Linked DNA regions of Gossypium hirsutum: region 1 is linked to region 2. A link is a contact called in public Hi-C data. All regions are on one chromosome and are shown on one strand. The core of a region is the stretch at or near the end of the contact, and the rest is flanking DNA. Distances in the headings are between cores, read along the strand shown. Region 1 holds the start of LOC107904430 (30S ribosomal protein S6). Region 2 holds the start of LOC121229067 (GATA zinc finger domain-containing protein 24).

Region 1 (2,852 bases), core at 13-2,512, 140 kb before region 2:
GCTACCAAATCGATGAGCCCCTCCTTCTTCACATGGGGCTTCAATAAAAGCACACAATCATATAGAGGCATTTCTTTAACTCAGTACAAAAACCCACCAACCCTTTAAAAAAAAACAAAAAAAATGGAACTGATTTCAGACTGAGGTTGAATCGAATAATCAATGCCATCAATAGAACAAAATCCCACCATAAATTTAATTGAAAAAAATACCTGAAGCTGAAGGCTGAAGCAGTAAACCACTTGGAACAAAAGCCCTTACTCTGAGAAAGAGTATATAACTGAACTGATCCAACGGAAATCTACACTTTAGTCCATTGGTTTAGTAATTTAAATTATCTCTCCTTTTTTTTTTCTATAGCATTTTGAAGTTCTTTTTCACCAATTTAGAAATAAAATACTTATTTTCTATAATGTAAACAATTAAATACTATGAAATATTTTAAAAATGTATAAAGTTCAGTTCGATTAGAATAATTGCGATTTTCCAACTTATGAACCAAATAAATAACCAAAAACAGAAGCAATCACTAATGCTCAAGTAAAATTTTTGAAATTTTCAGAACCAACCCCAAATCACCAAAACGAAAATGCAAATTCCCTAGAACAGCAATCTTCAAGACAAGGAAGCATCACAGAAATAAAATCTAAAAGATACCCATTGGTGTAGAAGGTCATCAATCATTTTTTTTAACAAGTTTAAAATCATGACCAACAGCCATAACCCCACATACTACCCTAATTTTTCACATACCATTCCTTCTTCCACAGTTTTCCCATCAACCAAACAGGTACTTGAAGACATTCTCACCCACAAATTCCACAGTTTCCTCACCAACCAAAACACCCAGAAGCATATGGGAAAAGAAATCTTTGACCCACAAATCATCTAATCATATAAACTGGATCTTACGTACTACTTTACTGGAATAAACAAACGGCGATCGCAAAAATGATTCACAAAGCTATCATTGTTTAGAAAGTTTAGAAAGGAATAAATGGAAACGAACAAACAATAACGTTTTGTAAAAATTAAAAAAAAAAAAGGTTTAGAAAGGAAAACTAACCCCATTTTGGCTGGTGCAAAAACAGCTTTACTGAGACTGAAATCTGAAAGTAAGATTACGGAAGAAAGGAAGTGCCGGATAGTGTTGCAAATTGGAAACCCTAACAGCCACAATTGATTTGTATTTATATAGATAAATTTTAGGGTTTTGGAATTGTTTTTTACGGATTGTCAGATCAACGGTTGAGATTTGAAGTGGGCTTTGAGGAGGGCTTGTTGCTTACACGTGGCCGATATGGTGACTAGACCGTCCAAAGTCGGGCTATCCCCAACCCGAGCTTTGATTTCTTTCTTTGCCTTAATTTAATAGTTGGTCCTCAAACTATGCCCTTAGTTTGAGTTAAGTACTTAATTTTTTTATTCATGCATCTTTAGTTTCTAATATCGCATTTACTTTTCATTTTGATGCAAAAGTTTTTTAAATTGGGAGTATATTAAGTTAGATTTATAGAAAAAATTATTCATTCAAAGGAGAAATAAATATGTTTTTAAAAGAAATTAGGGAACATTTGGTTAAGGTTTTTTTTGTGACAAGTAAAATAAAAAACTAACTACATAGCCCTATGACCTTCTCCAAATGGGGAATCCTCGAATATATGCAACTTGTAGCTTCTTTCATGTGCCATCTTTACCGATCTATCAGCATCCTGATTGTCTTCTCTCTTATGTGGCAAATACTCCAGTGATCAAATCATAACAACAGATGATGGATTCTCCTGACTAGAGCAAAGTTAGAGCCCTCCACGAGACCCTCTTGAATGTCCTTAACTGCCTCAAAAGCATCAGACTAAATAATAAAAATATATCAATAATATCAAATTTTGGTAATATGAGGAATAACATCAATACCATTTTTCTTGTCAAATTAGAAGTAAAGGATTCATTTTATCAAAAAAGCATACAATCATATGGAGGCATTTCTTTAACTTAGTACAAAACCCACCAACCCTTTAAAAAAAATTGAACTGATTTCAAACTAAGTGTTAAATATGACTCCTATTTTCAGTCAAATTTGAGAAATCATCTTTCAGTTAAACTCTATTTCGAATTTTGTGTTTACGTTTTGTGGGTTCTTTGTTTTCGGGGTTTAATTTTTATCTCTATCTTTTGCCCTCTTCGTTCTTTTGCCATTATAGTAAAATTATCTTTGCCTGTGGTTTTTTATCCTCTTTGAAGGGGTTTTTCCACGTTAAATCTGTATGTTTAATTTCTCAATTTATTCCGCTATTTTCTTGTTCGTTGCTTAATCGGGTCGAAGTCCTAACAAGTGGTATCAGAGCTAGTTCAGTTTTCATAAATCAGCCTGTTCAGAGATGGCAACAACAAGGTTTAACATTGAGAAGTTCGATGGTGAGACAAATTTCAATATGTGGCAAGTTCGGATGATGGAAATTCTAGTTCAATCAGGCTTGAAAAAGGTTGTTATCGGGAAAAAGCCTGAGAATCTAAATAAAACAAAATGGGAAGAACTTGATGAAAAGGCTTTGTCTGAAATCCAGTTGTGCCTAGCGAATACGGTATTACAGGAGGTATTGATGGAGAAAATCTCATCCGCCTTGTGGAAAAGGTTAGAAACTCTTTATGCGACTAAGTCTCTGGCTAATCGTTTAGTGTTGAAACAACGTCTATTTATGTTTTGCATGAACGAAGGTGAGCTTCTTAGAGATCACATCAGTCAATTTATTACTCTTTTAAATGATTTAAAGAATGTTGAGGTTCATATTGACGATGAAGGTCAGGCTATGCTATTATTGTGCTTTTTACCCCCTTCATACAAGTCTTTCAGG
Region 2 (3,140 bases), core at 431-2,930:
AACTTGCACAGCAGAAGATGGGGAAGTGAAACTTAAAAGCAATTTATATATATACAGTTAAAAGTAGATGCTTTTTTTGCATATTATTTGCCCTCCCAACTTTTTCTATTTGTTACAGGTGAAATTGTTCATTAGTTAGCAGCGAAGTGGACTTTCGAGCTCACTGAAGCCTTAATGAAATCTAAAGGTTCCCCTGCCTCTTTGCCTATTGTTTGATCGGCTTCGAAGTTAATCCAAGTTTGGATTGATCAATTTTTTATTCGGAAGATCGGGCTTGAATTGGTCCAAAATTGTTTTATCTTAAATAAAATCTCTATCCATACAGGTTTATGTTAATAAATCAAGTGGAGTCATTTAATAAAACTCTCCATACTTCAATAATCAATACCATGCTAGGTTATATTTTTGTGCCCCTATCTAAACATATGTAAAATAAAGTCGAAGTGAAACTTGTTCAATTTGAATTTAGGAGATAATTTCCCTGCTTTTCTTGGATCTCTTGGCATTCCTTGTACATTCAACAAAACAGTTTCAAGGAAAAAATAAAAAAGTTAAAATGAGCCTTAATTTTTGTTCTTTTTAAAAATTAGAAATTTAGTCCTTATACTTTTATTTTAAGGAATTTAATCTCTTTACTGTTTAGATTTCAAAATTCAAGTTCAACCATTAACTTTTTTATGCTTGTTTGTTAAATTTAAATTAGTTACAAACTCATTTTTTTAATTACATGACTACCGAGTGAATATTTTTTTATTTGAAAATTATCACAGCAATGAATTTAACAAAAAAAAAACAGTGTTAACATTTGAATCTAAATTTTAAAATGTAAAAAGTAAGAGAAATTAAATTTCATGAAATATAAGTACAAAGACTAAATTCTTAACTTTTAAAAAGTACATAGACTTGTGACATACTTTAACATAATAATCATTATTATTATAAATATCACCCCAACTATTAAGTTGTTTGTATAAAATAAAACGTAGCATAATTTATTTGAATAAGATAGAAATGAAGTAAATGGCATCCTCTACAGAAATTGGGTTCTAAGCACATGTTTTTCCTGCATTAACTTATAAAATACCATCCTGGTGAAGATTTTGATTTATATTGGAACATCATATGCTTACACCAACCTAATGATTTTAAGATCCAAATCAAGGATTTTCCTCGCTATTCCTATTACACTTCCTTCACAAAACATATTCTGCTGTAATTACAACCACACTAACTAAACTCTTCAACCCCTTTCTTTATTGGTATAATACTTTTACTCTTTTAAATCTATTTACAAAACTCATAATTATTCTAATTCCATCTATCGACTGGTTTAATCTCCATCAATTAATTTAACTAGATTCACTTCTCGATTTCAAATAATTTACTTAAATCTAACTCAACAATTCTATTAATTAATTTTCGATTTAGTCAATTGGATTGACCGACTTGATCGAGTTTAATCCGGCAAAAAATATTTTTTTTTTAAAATAAGTAAATTCAGAGTTTTGGAAAGGAAGCTAAACAAAATAAAAAATGAAAATTGGAGAGCACATATCATAGACCAAATTTGAATTAGGGGAATCCAAGTTTGGTAAAGGGCCCAATTTGAACAAAAAATGAAAACCCAAGGTTTGGTTGATGTTTCATGGCCCAACTACAAAACAAAAAAACAGAATTTTCCCGCTAACCCCAAACCAGATTCATCACTCCATCCTTCTAGAGCTTAGAATTCTCTGCAAATCCCAGTAAATATGGAAGAAACAACAAAACCAAGAAGAAAAGCCAGCAACAGGAAACCCCTCACTGATCTCACCAATACAATCCCATCCTCTCTTCCTTTTTCACAATCCTCCTCTGCTTCTATCAAAACCCAAATCAAATCTTCGCACCCTTCGGATCTTAAATCCCTTCCTAGCAACCCCAATACCAGCCTTAAGCGCACCTCTAAGCTTACTCCCACTGACTCCACCAAAAATATAAATAATAATAACAATGACAAGAAGGAAAATGAAATTTGTCCGAGTGACAATGCAAATCCTAGCTCCAAGCCGTCTCCGCCGTCAAAAACACCTTCCGTTTCGGGTATTTTGATGGGTCTCGCTTATTTCTGGGTTTTGGTTGGATTTTTTAAAGTGGGATTTGATCTTTGGGTTTATGGATTGTCTAGGGTTTTTACTTCTTGAATTTGGGTTTTCAGGTTCTGGAGAATGTTATTTTTTGTTTTAATGCTAATGAATTGATAACATTTTGCGACGATAGAACTTTGTTGGTTCAGTTTGAGCTATATAGATTTTCTTCTAAGATAACGCTATAGATATTTTAGTTACAATGCATTCCGTGCTGTGGAATTTTGTGAAGTTATCTAGACTCTAAACTGTAATTCTGTGAATTCGATTTATGTTACTGATCTATGGAAGCGCTTAATTTTAGAAATTATATGTGAAATGCATTCTATGCCGTAGAACTGTCTTCTCAACTTCTTCTTTGTCCCTAGTTTTCTGGATTGTGCATTTATTTTGGGCCGAACAGATTGTACATTATAGCTTTGATCTTATGTATTTGTGATTGTGCAGATTTTGAGCCTTGTACAGTTTACAGGAGACGCACTGCTAAGAAAAAGAAGAGTAAAGGGAAGGAAGTTGCGGAGCCTTTGAGTAGCCTTTTTGAAACGAGGACTCCCAGCTTAAGGTGGTTTTCTTTTCATCAGTTTGTGCATTTATTGATGGTCTTTGGATAAATTTTAGTCTTTCATGACTTTAGAAGGCAAAGGATACTCAAAATGTGCATGGTATGTTAGACATTGATGCGGTGAAATGGGATTTCATTGTTGTAATGTTGTCACTTTTATGTAATTGTAAAATATTAAATAGATGATGGAAGTGATCTTGATCTTTTGATCTCAACCCTTTTGGTGGTTAGCTTTCAGGCAACGGCTATAAGATTATGAATCCAAAATTTTGATCAATAAAATGTACCAAATAGTTGTACATTTGATACCTTGGCCATATATTCGAATAGTAGATAGTAGAAAGAAAAAAGCCTGAAGTAACTGTTTCATTGATTACAATGGTCTTTTTGTATTCATTTTCATTCATATATTCTCCACTTCCCTTTCGTAATTGAGTCTTGAAGGAGACAGA

What was found. A called contact is a pair of places that touch in the nucleus more often than the background predicts.
Region 1: a Hi-C map of leaf shows a contact between it and region 2, with 2.3 times the contacts expected there. The contact joins the promoter of LOC107904430 here to the promoter of LOC121229067 in region 2. A contact is called at or near these places in 5 of 34 Hi-C or Micro-C datasets (callus, hypocotyl and leaf).

What each region holds. Positions count from the first base shown.
Region 1 is chrA05:33,392,514-33,395,365 of Gossypium_hirsutum_v2.1, reverse strand. LOC107904430 (30S ribosomal protein S6) reads right to left here and starts at 1,262. Exons shown (of 4, transcript XM_016830813.2): 1 at 1,067-1,262; 2 at 213-285; 3 at 1-102. The coding sequence starts at 71.
Region 2 is chrA05:33,250,546-33,253,685 of Gossypium_hirsutum_v2.1, reverse strand. It overlaps LOC121229067 (GATA zinc finger domain-containing protein 24), which reads left to right and starts at 1,680. Exons shown (of 4, transcript XM_041112247.1): 1 at 1,680-2,082; 2 at 2,574-2,688. The coding sequence starts at 1,752.